Regions from separate parts of the Mus musculus genome. Here region 2 is linked to region 1. The links are chromatin contacts, called in public HiChIP or PLAC-seq maps. All regions are on one chromosome and are shown on one strand. The core of a region is the stretch at or near the end of the contact, and the rest is flanking DNA. Distances in the headings are between cores, read along the strand shown.

What was found. HiChIP or PLAC-seq counts read pairs in DNA pulled down with a chosen protein or histone mark.
Region 2: an H3K27ac HiChIP or PLAC-seq map of epiblast stem cells shows a contact between it and region 1. The contact joins two enhancer-like sites. A contact is called at or near these places in 14 of 484 Hi-C or Micro-C datasets (Sertoli cells, cumulus cells, embryonic stem cells and 5 more) and 11 of 115 datasets of contacts at active chromatin or transcription factors (embryonic stem cells, epiblast stem cells, extraembryonic endoderm stem cells and 2 more).

What each region holds. Positions count from the first base shown.
Region 1 is chr8:8,484,322-8,491,903 of GRCm38.p6, forward strand. Gm31135 (a long non-coding RNA gene) reads right to left here and starts at 407. Exons shown (of 4, transcript XR_870125.1): 1 at 297-407. RefSeq lists an enhancer at 3,733-7,018. Within about 2 kb of position 4,905, at least 146 of the 459 cell types and tissues checked have an H3K27ac peak or open chromatin away from gene starts, as enhancers often do. A contact at or near this core is called in embryonic stem cells, epiblast stem cells, pancreatic cancer cells and 1 more, where this site is marked.
Region 2 is chr8:8,606,009-8,613,590 of GRCm38.p6, forward strand. No RefSeq gene overlaps it. Among named protein-coding and RNA genes, the nearest start is that of Gm31463, 33 kb to the left of the region's middle. Within about 2 kb of position 3,368, at least 39 of the 459 cell types and tissues checked have an H3K27ac peak or open chromatin away from gene starts, as enhancers often do. A contact at or near this core is called in embryonic stem cells, epiblast stem cells, pancreatic cancer cells and 1 more, where this site is marked.

The DNA of each region.
Region 1 (7,582 bases), core at 3,655-6,154:
CTCCCATCCCCCTACAGCACACACGTGCACAAAAGCACATAGTTATCCTCTGTTGCACAGCAAGGTCAAGGACAGCTTGGCATGCATGGGGCTTTGTCTTAAAATAAAATACTAAAGTAAAAGAAAATAATTTGATTGGTTGTACATCTCAATGAACTTCGGCCTTCAGATACAGCTTGTAAAGTCTGTTTAGCCACCCAAACTGTGAGAAAGGCTTTGCTATGATATTTACAAACTCTGATTTTATAAAAACTAAATAAGCCAAACCCAACAAAAAAAAAGTCTGCACAATTTACCTAAGACTTTCCGATGGCTGCAAGAAGAGTGTGTTAACTGAAACTCCCCGGTGGAGCAACAGCCGCCGCCAGCAGCTCAGAGCCTCCGTTTTAATTGAATTCTCGGAGAGAGCATCACCACAGAGTGCAAAAGGCTTTGTCACTCGGAGCTCCAAGCTGCTCCAGCATCATTAGCATGCCATTACTGTCTGGTAAAACAGTGACTTTGACCCTGTCCTCTAACTAAGCCTTATTCATACTACACAAAGGCAGTGAAACTGGCTTGTAGCTTGCTTTCAAGGAACTCTGTGAACAGATAAAAGGCAGGATACAGCAACGACTTTTTTACTTTTATTTGTGTATTTGTGTATGTGTGTGTGTCTGTGTGTGTGTGTGTGTGTCTGTGTGTGTGTGTGTGTCTGTGTGTGTGTGTGTGTGTCTGTGTGTGTGTGTGTGTGTGTACTGTACTAGCAGTGCCACACAGTTCATATGTGGAAGTCAGGGGACAGCTTTGTGGAGAAAGTTCTCGGATCAAACTGAAATGGCCAGACTTCCACAACAACTGCCTTTACCTGCTAAGCCATCTCACCGGCCTGCTGTTTGTTTTAGAGTTTTTCCTTTTGTTTTTAATACAATACTTGATAACTAGGTATTTTTATCAGACTCCAACTTAAGATATTACTTGTAAAACTAGTATTATACATGCTATGTATTTTAAAGGCAGGAGTGAAGTTTTGTGCGAAGAGAGTTTGGATGTGCACAAAAACCATGTTGGTTTTTGACGAAAACAATAGATAATTATGAGAGTTCTGTAGAACTATGAATGATAACTGCTCCCACCAAAGCTGCTTTGCTGTAAGACATAGAAGCCAAGCCCCACCCCCACCCTGCCTGAGTCCTGCAGGCCAGGAGGAGCAACCCGGAATGAGGCTGAGGGAAATGCCCTGCTGCCCAAAACTGGTTAACTGTAATTCCTTCATAAAGACTTACACTTGGTCAAAAAGGCTGCCAAGAGATGGGAACTGTTTTATTTTGTTTTACTTGTTTGCTTTGTTTTGTTGTCATTTTCACCTAAACTCTGCATTTTAAAGAAATAATAAAAAGAGAAGTAATTAAAAGACTAACTAATCAGAGACTTCAGATCCAAAGACTGTACCCTTTGAAAGTTTTAATCATTGGCTTGAGAAAGCCCATTCCTAGATGTTACTTATTTTGGCAGTTGCTGGGGATTTGAGTCGGGGTCTCCCCAACCTTGTTGCCTACAATTTAGAGAGTAGGGTTTTCACTCAAAGGCATGCAAGTCTCGTGGGTTGGCCATTGAAACAATGCTGAGACAGAAGTTTTCTGCGTCCCCTATCACTGCCACGTTCCTCAGAGCTCCTTGGGCCAGATTTAATACTTACTTTGTGACTCTATCAGGTGCAAGAGAACAGATATTATCCACAGCAAGGAAGTTATCACCCATACCAAGCACATGAATTTACCTTGTTAGCAAGCGTGATGTGTGTTCTAATGTTACTATACTGCTCTGTACCTATAGACCATCAAGTTAATACAGTCACAAACGACTCACCGGAGCATGCACAGAGTGCATGATGTGCAAAGCATGAAAGGAAGACGATTTTGCACGTCTGTACTCAAACAACTTTTGGTCTGGTTTCTCCAAAGAGAAGATATGGAAAGAAACCAAAGTGGTAAGGAGCAGCACACAGTTTGGGGGGAAAAAATAAAATGTGGTAAAACTGTGTTCATTTCACTAAGAGAGTATGGTCACATTAATTAAGATTTGAGTCTAATGTAGGTTTTTCTTCTTCACATAATTTTTAAATGTGATCTACATCTTATCAACCTTGGCATCAAATACAAATCAATAAAATGTGGCAACGTTAGAATGTTATCAGTGATCGTGGACCCAGTTTCTGAGGAAATGTGACTTAAATGGAAAGTATTTAAAATGGCTAAATAGAAACACTGGTCAAAAAAATATGTGGGATAACGCATAATACAAAACAAAGAATCACATTTTAACCTCCATATGGTTCCCTAAGGTGTGAAAATCAAGGCCCAAATTTCAAACACTGTCTAAAAATTCATTTATAGAGGCTTAAATGGTAACAGACTTTTAGGTTTTAAAAAATTCTCATTCTAGGGGGAAGAGGAAAAAAGCCAGCAGCATTTTTCACATACGCCCCTGTTGCCGTGGAACAGAGCCTGCCAGGTAAAATTAATTGTGTCATTGTATTATTTTCTAATTAAAATGGGAACAAACAAGTAAGATAAAAGCCAAAAATAAGTGAGAGAAATCTGGACCGTTAATTGTTTCTGGCTCCAACTAATTTTTAAATGTCTCAGGTTAAGAAACGAGCACACGTTTAATTCTGACAAAACCATATTTCCTAGCCAGACATCAGAGCTCATGGCTGCAATCCCAGAACTCTGGAGGTGGAGACAGGAGGGTTTCCACAACTTGAAGCCAGCCAGCCTGGGCTACTTTGTAGTGGTTTTCAGACCAGCCTGTGACTCTGTGTAAGATCTTGTCTCAAACACACACACACACACACACACACACACACACACACACACACACCACTTTCTCTGCTAGTCACCAAATTAACATTCCAAGCACTGGGAGAAGAATTTGAACCAAATTTTTGGAAGCAGACAGGAAATGCTAATTTTAAAAGCTATTTATTAACATAAACTTTAATCCCAACACTTGGGAGGAGAGGCAGGTGGATCTCTGAGTTCCAGGCTAGCCTGGTCTACAGAGTGAGTTAGTTCCAAGATAGCCAGGGCAATACAGAGAAAAACTCTTGACTTGAAAATGGATCGTCTATTTTAAATAACAGGGGGACTTTTGACCTGTAATGCTGTTTTTGTCAGCTCATTGAATAATTCCTGATTGATTATCCTTTTTTTTTTTTTTTTAATTCCCTGAAGGAGTACTGCTTCCCCCAAGTAGCTGAGACTGGTTTAATAAACACTTGCAGTGTGAATGTGGGTGAGCTTTTCTATTGATGCTTTAACTTCACTTCAGGTTAATCAGCCCACGTCACTAGCGCAAACATACTTGAAACACTAAAATGAGAATGGACCTGACAGGCCCGTGACGTGTACACAATGATTTTACAATTGCTACTTAAAACTAAGTTCCTTTGGTCAGGGTCATACTTTAGATATGTTACCTATATTGTTAGGTTCCACAAAAGAACACAGGGCTCATAGCAACAGGGGCAGAATAAATGTCTCCATGAGATTCCAAGGGCATTAGTCACTTGATAGCTTGTGTGGTGCACAACAAAGCCGGGGCCAGCTAAGTCCTTTCGGATACACAGAAGGAAGGGCTCAGACAAAAGGCTGAGGCTGCCGCCTGATATCCAAGAGCAAATGACAACTCTTAAAACTCTCCCTGCTCTGAACTGCTCAAGAAAATATGAAAGTAATTTTCAAAGAGCATGGCTTGACGCTTCTCTCCTAAAAGAAAATCCTCCCCAGAGTCTCTGATTAAAGAAGGGCGTAATCACTCTTTCTGATTCACTCTGATTTCACCTCAAAGGGGACCCGAGGTTTCTTTATACCAAGTTGACTCTTACTTCAAACCAAAGGCAGAAGAGAGGGAAAAAAAAGTCAAGTCAGTTTGAGCAGCCTCTCCCAAAAAGCTCAGAACGTCAGGTTATTTATAGGTGTTAAACTGAACCTTTAAACACAGAAATTGCCAGCCTCTATCTGACGCAGCGTGTAAGACAAGGACACAGGTCTTGTGCAACTCTGAGGTGGGTTAAATAACTCAGACACAAAATTTATGTGCCTCGTGCCATCACGGCTTCTGACCCAATGCTGTATAGTCTGTAGTGAACGTGAGTGGCGCGCACATGTGTGTGTGTGTGTGTGTGTGTGTGTGTGTGTGTGTGTGAATGAATGTGTGATATGTTGTATGTAAAGAGTCCAAGGCAAGAATCAGTATCCTGTCCTGCCCATAGATGCACAAGCACCCAGCATCCAGAGGGTAAGGTAGTGTGTTCCTTGATGAGCGCTCTGGGAACAAGCCCAGCCTGGAAAGGGTTGAGAGCATAGGGCTGCCAGGCCAGCTCACACTCCCGAGCCAGTGAGCCTGTCCAACTAATCGGCCGGGTTTGTTTGCACAGCTTTGCTGGAGCGTTTGCAGGGATGCACCCCCAGCTCCCCGCAGAGCCTGAGAGAGAGTGGCCAGCCAAGATACCAGCGGGACCAGGATTCACCTGCATGCCCAGATACGGGCAGAAAAAACATAGCACAGTTTGTCCAAACAGCCCTGGGCGCTGCAGGATGGCTGTCCCCGAGGTCTTCCCCCAGCTTTGCTGCCAGGGGACACCAGCCAGGTTTATCTAAGGGCTGAGATACACTCTTTGAAATTCGCAGTCAGGCAGGCCTGCTGTGACCCAGGGAGGGACTTCTAGAGCTCCCCCGGGGAGCCAAGCTCTACCTGGAAACGCTTGGCAGACACATTCAATGAGGTTCCCACAGCCCACAGCCTTAGTCAGCACCTGGTCGGTGGAGTGACTCAGAAATTGGGAGCGAGGAGGGGCTTCAGGTTTTCTGAACCCACTGTCACGTACGTCACGTGATTAACCAAAGCATGAGCCTGCTCAGAACCACAGGCAGGAGCCATCTGCCTTTGTCTTGCCTTTGTTATCTTACAGAACCAGCACGGGGAGGAACAGCCTTTGACTTTCCAGATTCCCCCACCACCATCACCAACCCCCACCTCCAGCAGCAGGCTGGGTGATAACGTTTTTGATTAAGCTCTTGCACACATCAGCAAAGCCTAATTATGAAAGATCTAATAATATATCGCCGTGTTTCTCTGACAACCACGGGCGTCTCCTCTCAGCATCCTCCGAGCTATTGGAAAGGGGAGCAGACACTGACACCTCGCACTAACTGCACAGGGAGAGGGCCAGGCCTAGAACCTTCTGCACAGGACGATTGGGGTCTTTCTGCAACACCCATCTCCTGCAAGGGCAAACTTGGCTATACACAAAAAGGGATTTGTTTGATTTTGTTTTTTAAGTCGGGGGTGTGGGGTGGGGAATTAAGCGTTGTTTGGCAATTAAAATAAGTGGAATGAAGAATCATCTCATTAGCATTCCTCCAGTGGCAAAGGATGTTCAAACCTTGCGACCCTGGCGGTAAGATGCCTCACACTGCCGCTGCTTTATGTATAGCTAAAAATACATTCGGTGACACTTTAACCGGCAAGAGAAAGCACTCCGTTTCTCTATACATATGGAAATAAGCTCTCTCCGGAGACACCTGGAACAATGGCGGCAAAATCTATATCAAAAGAGACGCAGCCTCTGCACAGCTTTCCTTTGTGCCCAGAATGCTTGTGGCAGCCCTGAGTTCATGGATTTCTACCGTGGTGCAATTTAAAACAAATGATGCTTGCTTACCTCCAACCCCCACCTCCCTGCAGGCAGCTTGCCTGCGTGTGCAGGCAGTATACCAGGGGGTCCTTCACAGAGGAATTTGCCACATACACTTGACACTTGATCAAAGCAGGGGCATTTGTCTCCCTGAAACAAAACTGCAAACACCAAAGGCCCTGGCCCCATGATGCTCCTGGGTCTTCCTGCACAGCCTTTGTGACCACGGTTCAATTTTGTCCTCTGACAATCCTTCAAATTACACTTTCCAGGAAAAGAAAATAAAAAATCATGAGTTTTTTTTTTTTTCTGCAGAATTATGAGGGCATCCAGGAGACTAGTCTCATCTACTAAGTTCCAGGACAGTGGCAAAGAGGAGACTCTAGCCTCCCTAGACCTCTGGCTTGTAAGAGAATCCCTACCCGCTTGTCTCCTGTCTCCAATACCACCGGCCTGGTGACTTCTGGGTCCTGAAAACAACAGATTTGGCTACAGCTGGAGGACGTTTTCCCACTCTGGTGTCCAGCTGTGGACGTCATTCTGTGACCACGTAGCCAGGCTCTCTTTCATTTTATGAAGGTCGTGTGTCTTTTCATTTCCTCCCCTGATTCCCAGTCCTGAGGCTGGCTGCGTGGGCTGGTGGCAAAGGCCTTGCCTAGCAAGAACAAGGCCTGGCTTCCATCCTCAATATGGAGAAAGGGAAGAGGGAGGAGAGAGTCCTAGTGCAGCTCTTACATTTGATGTTACTTTCTCTGTCCTGTCTCCATCATGCCGCTCTTCTTTCCTCCCCTACTTTTTCTCCAGTTGGACAAACAGCTGAAGTTCCCTGTACGTTATCATTATCAGGCCAGAGCTGCACTTGGTAAGCTTGGGCTTCTCCATTTCCCCCTGATAGATTAACAGTGTCTAGCCCAGAAACCATCTTTAAATTCCTGACAAGTTCCCAAGGCGAATGTGGAGTCTTGTTTTCCCCTAGGTAAGCTCACAGTCCATTAACCTACCCAGGGCAATGGGCACTGGCCACCCAGAGTCTCCCTGACAGCAAGGTAGAAATCATTTCTGTGATCAAGGTCTGATATCTCACCTCTAAACCTGTGTGGTGAGGGTGGCTGGTCTGCAGGAAGTGCCTCCGAAAAGGAGTTAACCATATCATTCAATTTCCTGTTGCTTTGTTTCTCTCCGCCTGATAAGCCTTTATCAGACCAAAATGAAACTTCGCTCTGATCTGGAGCTGGGCAGCTCGGTAGACACATACATACCTTTGATAGCTCCCCTCTTGGGAAGCAGGGGAGTCTAATTGATAAAGTACGAAAACCTGAAACTGGAGCCCAGAAGTCTAGACACAGTGTGAGCCGACAAATTGTAACCCAATGGTTTAGCTTTGACGCTCACTTCAGACAGGAGGAACTGAAGAGTTTACTGTCCTGGGCTTAGCTACCTGTATAAACTGAGGCAAAACAGAAAGATACAATAAGAAATGTTGGCCAGTGTCACTTCTGAAAACTCTCTGAAAAAAATCAGAAATTTAAATTAAAGTTAAATTTACTTAAAAAGTAAATTAGTATACACACACACACACACACTTCCCATGCCTTTTCCCCACCTAAGATCATTTTGTAAAATTTGGGATATTGGTAAGATAATTAATAGGCAGTTCATAAATTTTACAATTACCTATCAAAAGGAGATAAGAACCTCAAATGGTAAAAAAAAAAAAAAAAATTACCAAGTGTTTTGGGATGTGGTTTGACAGCTTCTTATACAATTACATATATATTTGTTTAAAATCTTAAAACTGTTTTCACTGTGTGTCTGTGTGCAAGGACAGGAGCACACCTCACTTCACACCTGTAGACAGTCAACAACAGCATGCAGGAGTGTGTGCTCTCCCTCCACGTGGAA
Region 2 (7,582 bases), core at 2,118-4,617, 120 kb after region 1:
TGTATCACTCACCCTCACCAAAGCTCTGCTTTTCATCTTGCCTTCACATGAATAACTACCCTCATTTAGTCAACCAGTGCTCTTGTGAGTGCTGGGTGCCCCATGGCACATCCACAGCACAGTTACTCTTGACTTCTATCTCAGTAAGCAGAAACTACCACCAACCCCACTTTGCACAGAAAATATTTAGGCTCCATAGTTTGGGAGAAAGTCCAAGGTCATGGAGCGGGAGAGTCAGGTCAGAAATGCAAATCAAAAAGTGTTTAATCTGAGGCCCTCACCTCTGAGCTATCTGACTGTCTGAGCTCCAGGATCACCCAGAAGTCCAAAATAAAGACACTGCCTGTCTGCCCCACTTCAGAGCAGACTGTCCCCAGCCTCACACATGGGCTTCTGTATTTTTACATGGCATGGTTGTCACTGCTTTATTCTGCCCAGGGGGTCATTGTTAGAAGAGAATGGTGCTCTCATTTCCCCAAACAGGACAAACTGTGTCCACTCGCGTCAATGAGAGAATGGACACATGCTATGGATTTTACTTCACTTTATTTCATTTGTGGTCCTGGAGCTCGAACCTAGGGCCTTGTGTGCACCCTAGAAAATGGCTCTAGCCCTGATCTCTATACCTCCGACCCTACCTAACTCTTCAAGGAGGGAACTAGTTAAAAGCAACAACCAGTTTAAAGGAAGATACAACCAGATATATGCCTGTAATCCTTGTACTGAGGAGGCTGAAGCAGAAGGATTGCCATGATTTGAGGTCAGCCTGGACTTCATTTCCAGACACTGTCGAAAGAAAGAAAGAAAGAAAGAAAGAAAGAAAGAAAGAAAGAAAGAAAGAAAGAAAGAAAGAAAGAAAGAAAGAAAGAAAGAGAGGAGTGGGATGGGGAGGGAGAAAGAAAGGAAGAGAGGAGGGCCCTGGCAGACTGTCATACTAGGCATATGGAAATGAAAGTGGGAACACCCAGCTTTATCCACAGTGGGTGCTAAGTCCACTGAATGCTCACTGCTATCTTCTGATTTTGCTTTCAATGGTTTATAGGTTTTAGAGTTCTCAAAAAAAAAAAAAAAAAGTCATAGAATACGTGAGTCATATTAACCTGGAAGATTTTGGGCTTGGGGTTTATCAACATGGCCCCTGAGTTTCTGTCAGGAAAGTGTGGGACCCTGCTCCAAGCCATTTACTTGTGGCCTTTGTCAACCTGCCCCAGCCTGCCCAATGACACCAAGGTAGAGCGATCACTAGGGCCTGGTGGACCACAAAGCTTGACCCCCATCCCACCTGGCCCTAGATGAAGATTTCTGTCATCTGTTTACTAGTGCCCAACTTTCTATGAAAGCACAGAATTCTCTTGCTACCAGGACAATTGCTCAGAGTTGTGTGTGCTGAGCAAACAAGTACTGAACACAGGAGAGGTCCCTCTTAGAATACTTAATGGAAAGGGTGTTGAGAGCATGAGTTTGCCAACTATCAGAGTGCCTTAACAATGGGGGCTTACTCTCTCACAGGGTGCAGCCTTGGAGGACAAAGGTCCAAGGTCAAGGTGTCTTGGATAGAGTTAAGAGAGAGTCTCTCCCTGACTTATACAAGACCTTTTTGGACATTTTTGTGTTTCATGTTTTGTTACTTTTCTTTACCTATATAGGGTCTCACTCTGCAACTTAAGCTAGCTTTGGATCACCTCAGAAAGACCTCAAGTGTGTAAAAGTCCTCCTGCCTCGGTCTCAACATACTGCCTGAGACATTCTTTTTCGTCTAATATGGTCCAGAGGAGCCGAATGGTTGGCTGCCCCCTCCTACAATGTTAGAATTCTAAGCAGGAGACACCTCTTCCCATTTCCTGTCTGCCTTTGTATGTTCTGACTCCGTCATCCTGTGTTAGAGTCTACTCTAGGAACTTCAGTTCACCTCAGTTTCTTTGTAAATACTCTGAGTAACAACACTGTGAAAGCACCCAGGCACTGGATTTGAACATCTTAGTTTAGGATACACAACCCAGCCCATGCTTTGGATGGGGGGAGGGGATTGCATATTCATCGAATAGTCTGTGAAGATGCTCCACTCTCTACTCCCCTACAGGACTATGCTTCTGTGGCTGCAACCAAAACAGATACATTGACATTCACTAAGACTGGAAGCAAGTGGCTGTTGGTAGACAACTCAAGCCGTACCCTTAGCCCTTGCAATCCTTGCAAGAGCCCTGCTCTCTTGCTGACCTAGCTGCTGTGTTCCATAGAGGTACCTGCAAACAGAGGTGTATGTTTTTACATCGTCATAGTTACTGTAACTATTGGTTTATTGTACAAACCAAGAAAAACCAGATCTCAGCTTGGGTGTGAGTCAGAGGTATATTAGTGTAAAGGGTATATTGGCATCAGCAGTCAGATGTATAAAACATTTGCCCTTTCCACTAGAGACATGCAGCCGTAAGAACCCAGTGGCAATAACTGGTGCTCAAGAGTAAGGCCCTTTGTGAAGCCTGGCCTTGGGGTTTGCCTCTGGTCAGAGGTCCTCATGGGGTCCATACTACCTTTCAGTCTGCACACGCTGTTTATACTGACCGCCCCCCACTACCCCACCCCAGAAAGTAGGGTATTAATTAATATACCCATTTTCCTTCATGAAGAAAGCAAAGCTTCAGCAGATAAAGTGGCTTTCATGAGCTGGTGAGTGGCAGGCCAGAGCCTCTCCCTGAATCACCATCAACAGAAAATCACCTTGAGAGACTGAAGAGGTGGCTGTGTATGTGGGTAAAGGGATGTTCTATTAGACTGAAGGCTTGAGTTGAGATGCCTAGGACCCATGTAAAAGCTGCATGTGGCAGGATGTACCCCTAATCCTAGTACTGGCAGATTCCTGGAGCATATTAGCTGTCCGGCCTAGCCAATCGGCAAGCTACTAGCTTAGTGAGAGACCCCGTCTCAAAAAAATAAAGAGAAATGGAAGATAGATGATAGATCACTTGCAGAGACCTGAGGCCTTCACACACATGTACAGACACATCTAAAGACATGTGAACACATACACTCGTACGCACCACGCTATGCTTGCATGTGTATACATATATACACACACACAAACACACACACACATGCTCACACACACACAAAGACACAATTATTTTGTGTATCTGTCACAAAAGCTGGCTCAGGGTGGCACTGCATTCTTTAAGAAGCCCTTCCTCTGTCAGATGCATTGCCTTGGAGACATTTAGCTTGCAGACTGCTCCGTGTGAGGGATGCCTGAGAGGGGTGGGGATGTGTAGCCCTTCAGGGGGCTGCATACCTCTAGATGCCTAACGCTGGGGGAGATGGCGCTGGCCAGCCAAGGCTGCTCTTCCTCACAACAGGACTTTCCCCTAATGTGTTTGCACAGCGTGCTGTGGAAACCTCCTGCAGCTTACACCACAGAGAACCAGCCCTGTTGAGCTATCTCCCCAATGGTGCGAACTGGCAAGAAAGAAAAGAGAATCTGAAAGCAAACAGATGCACTCTGGCTTCTCCTCCCCTTACAGAGTTGTTGATGGCCTGTGCTTGGCTAAATAATCAAATGCTGAGCCCGCCTTCTCAGTTCCTATCAAGGAACGAGAGGGGGCAGGGGGAGGGGGAGGGTTCATGGTGTGAAAAAGAACTAAAAAAAAAAAAATCGCTTTTACTTTCTGTCCTTGGGAGCCATGACCAAAGCCAGTCTAACATCTGGACAGATGAGGCACAGCTCAAATGTTAGAGATGTTTTCCAGGCCAAAAGGCATATTTCTGTATTAACTTGCTATAAGCTAGCTGCAGCAGCGTTGGAAAGAGCAGGAAAAAACTTTGTTGAACTCCAGTAGGACACAAGTTTCCTGAGTCACCTTTGCAAGCTGTCCATCCTTTTAGACAATTGAAATTCAGAGACAGAGAACCTGAGGTTTCAATTTGGGCCTGTGCTCCACACCAGAGCAAAACATGGTAAGGTAATGAGTGATCAAGGAGGTGGGAGGAATAGACGTTCCCAGATGCTTAGGCCTCCCCTGGGAAGGAGAAGGAAGCCAGCCCCATGCTTCCCCGAGCAGAGCCTCTGCTGATCTGCCTGTTGACGTCTTCTCAGGACGTCTGAAGTCTGAATGCATAAATCAGACCCAGGAGGACAGTGAAGATCAGAGTAAGTGCTTGTGCAAAATCGTTTGAGACTAGCCCGTTTTTAAAACCCTGGCAAAGTGGGTGGGTGGGTGCAGAGCAGTGTCTAAGAAGGGAGAAATTCAAGTTCAGTCCTCAGATCTGAATTACATGGAAAGACTGGTGGGATGTACAAACACATGTATCTTTAGCCCTGCTCATCCTCCTAGCTGCTAAGAGGAATTATGCTAGCTCTTTAATCCTTTAATTGAAGAGATTGAGCCTTATTAAAAAGGAAACCATTCTCATGGGAGAAAACTCTCCAAACTGTTATGGGTGGTTTATACGGTTGCTGGGGGGGAAATGCGCTGCCACTCCCAGACCTACTGAACCAGGGCCTGGCTTCAAGTACAGGAATCTCTCTGTGTGTCTCTCTGTCTCTCCGTCTCTGTCTCTCTCTAGTTAATAGAACTGCTTTTATAGATCTCAGTTATAGTTCTCAGTCATTTATTTAATAAAGAAAATTTAGGCTTGATGGCTTGTACCTATAATCTTAGTCAGTACTCAAGAAGCTGAGGCAGGGGGATTGCACAAGTTCGAGATCAGCCTGGACTACACAGTAAGCGCTAAGTCACCCTGGGCTTCCTTCAGTGTGAATCCCTGTTTTTAAATCCAAACGGCAGAATGATTCTAGATGCATATTCCTTTTAGAAAATATCCCTCACGCTGTATAGCATGATCCTGCTTACAGATCAGCTCTGCCTGTGTCCCTAAAACTTATTCTATGCTTCTTGAAGTGAGTGGAAGAGAGAGAGAGACACCCAGTGAAGATACAGTAAAACCATATGACCATGTGTATGTGGCAGAGGAACATAGAGAGACACATACAGTGAACATACAATTAGAGCCATGTGGCCATGTGTGTACCTCTAAACTTATGTGTCTAGCCGTTAATCTCCTTTTTCTGGTTCCAGATGTGGGTCCTCAAGGGTGGAGTTTCCACAGATGTGCTGAATATGTTTAGTGTTACTTGTATATATAGGATTCGGGGCTGACCATTTGGTATTAGATAATCCCTGGGAAAGACTGGTTCTCCTTCACTTAGCAGAACTTGGTTGCCTGGAATTCTTTATCTAGGAGTAGGACCCAGTGAGATCCTCCTTCCATGTTACCTGTCCATTGGTGTTGTCATTGCTCAGGTCTTGTTTAGGCAGCCATGTTGGCGAGGTATAATGGTGTAGCTTCCCTGTCATTTCTAGAAAACTCAATCTCACAGCAGATTTTTACTGAAAAAAAATTTTTTTTAATACCACGACGAGTTTCATAGACTCAGTAGTTGGTCATATTATGAAATGCTTTTGGGTGTCTGCTAGATATAAGTGACTTTGTTGTTATATGGGAACATTCCTCCTTCTGAGATGCTAGGATGAGGGAAGAGCCAAATTTTACATGTAAAATGCATAAGATTGTACACACACCTATGTAAGTGTGCTAGAACACAGGCTATGCACTTGTGATTAAAATACAGTAAGCTGGATTCTAGACTTCTTTTAAAAAAAACTTTTGTTTTCTTTGAAAGTTTTCAAAGTAAAAGATCACAGAATTGGGAATTCAGATAGTGTCTTTCTGCCATGCTATGGGGGGAGAGTTCAGAAACATCCATATTCCAATGCCAGCATTCAGACATCCACATCTGAAATGAACAAATATCCTGGTGACAGGGTTGCTGGAGAAGTCTTTGAGCAGGGTGTCTGCTCTTTGCTTTAAGAAGATGGGAGGTGCAACTGGTCAAGGTGCAGTGAATCCTGGTCATCTCAGCCACAAATGGAGCATCTGTATCCACAGGTCTCAACCACCATGGGGAAGATGGGGTGGAAGGAGGACAACAGCCAGAGGTCAAGTGGGACCGTGATTAACCAGTAGCTTCTGGTTATCATTCATGACCTTCACATTCATGACCTTGAAGCATCTATAACTGCCTACACAAGACCTGCACAGGATGAAGCCAGTCAGCACCCTGCAGAGACGGGACTCGTGCACCCTGACTCCTTAACTGAGGAGCTGTTGACAGAAGAGGATTTGGGGGCAGGGAACCAACTGCATCACAATGGACGCCCCTCCCCCACCCCAACAGGTGTATCTGGAGCACACATTGAGCTCAGTAGATTATTTTAAAAGAGAGAAACTAGAAGTTAGGGCAGGGGATGAGAGTGGATCAGTATACACTGTATATAATTCTCAAAAGAACTCATGAAAGTACAAGCAAAGGTAGGTAGGAGGTCTCACTGAGCACTTTTGGGGCCGCTTCTTCCACCATTCCATATCCATGATCATCATCGTATGTGCATTGCTAGAGTTGCCACTTAAACAGTTCTATTGTGGTTTCTCAAACATTCATTTTTTTTTCTAGAATCTGTTCTTAGAGCTAAAGTGTGTCTTAGAAGCATTACGGCATGAAACCATGTGACTTACCCACTCTCTCCAGGCCCTTGAGGAGGTGGGTGATTCAAGGCCAAGGCATGTAGCTGCCGGTTGCTCTCCCAGAAGACCCTCCAGGGAACAATGGCCACTCCTGTTTGACAATGATCAAGGCTGGGGCATTTATGAGCCTGTGTTCCGGGTTGTATACAAACTCTTAAAGTCTCCCATTCTTTCAGCAAGTCCTGCAAGGAGATTCTGTCCCTGGAGTATGGCGCAAGAGATGGGTAAAGCAAAGCCCCAGGAAGCTCTGTCTTCCAGAATCCAGTGCACCTCCTCATTGGAGGTGGTAGTCAGGGCTTCTCTCCCATCCAGAAGACAGTCTACAGAAATTCACTGTAAATTCTCTGTATAATAACTATGATAAACACCTTCAGCCCCGACTATGTGCCCCTGGAAAAGGGGTTGAGCTTATCTTTTCCTCACACCAAGCCAGCAGTGTGAGAGTGAAGGTATGATGAACACAGCCATTATTTCATCTGCATTGTTTCTATTTTAGGAATTGGTAGGAAACCCTGGACTTTCCAGCCCTGTTTACCAGGAGGAGGGCAGCACAGGGTGGGGCTACGTAGGAAGCACCTAGTTGCAGAGCTGAAAGGCTGGGTGGTACAGAGCCAGTGCTACTGGCATACATTCCAGATCCATCTATGTATTTAGGTATCAATGTATCTATGTATCATCTATCTATCTATCATTACCATCATGTTCATTACCATCATGTATCTATCCATGTATCTATCTATGCATCTATGTATCTATATGTTTCTATGTATCTATCATCTATTTATTTATCTGTGTATCTATCTATATATCATCTATCTATCTATCTGTCATCTATGTATCTACCATCTATCTAGTTATCTATTCAATTTTTTTCTCCTCATCCCATTCTTTTTTTTTTTTTTTTTTTTGAGCTTGCTACTAACTATTGGTAGCAGACAGAACACTCTCTGTAGTTCTTTCCCCAGAACCAAGGAAACCATCAAGTGTAGCCAAGAAACACACTTTC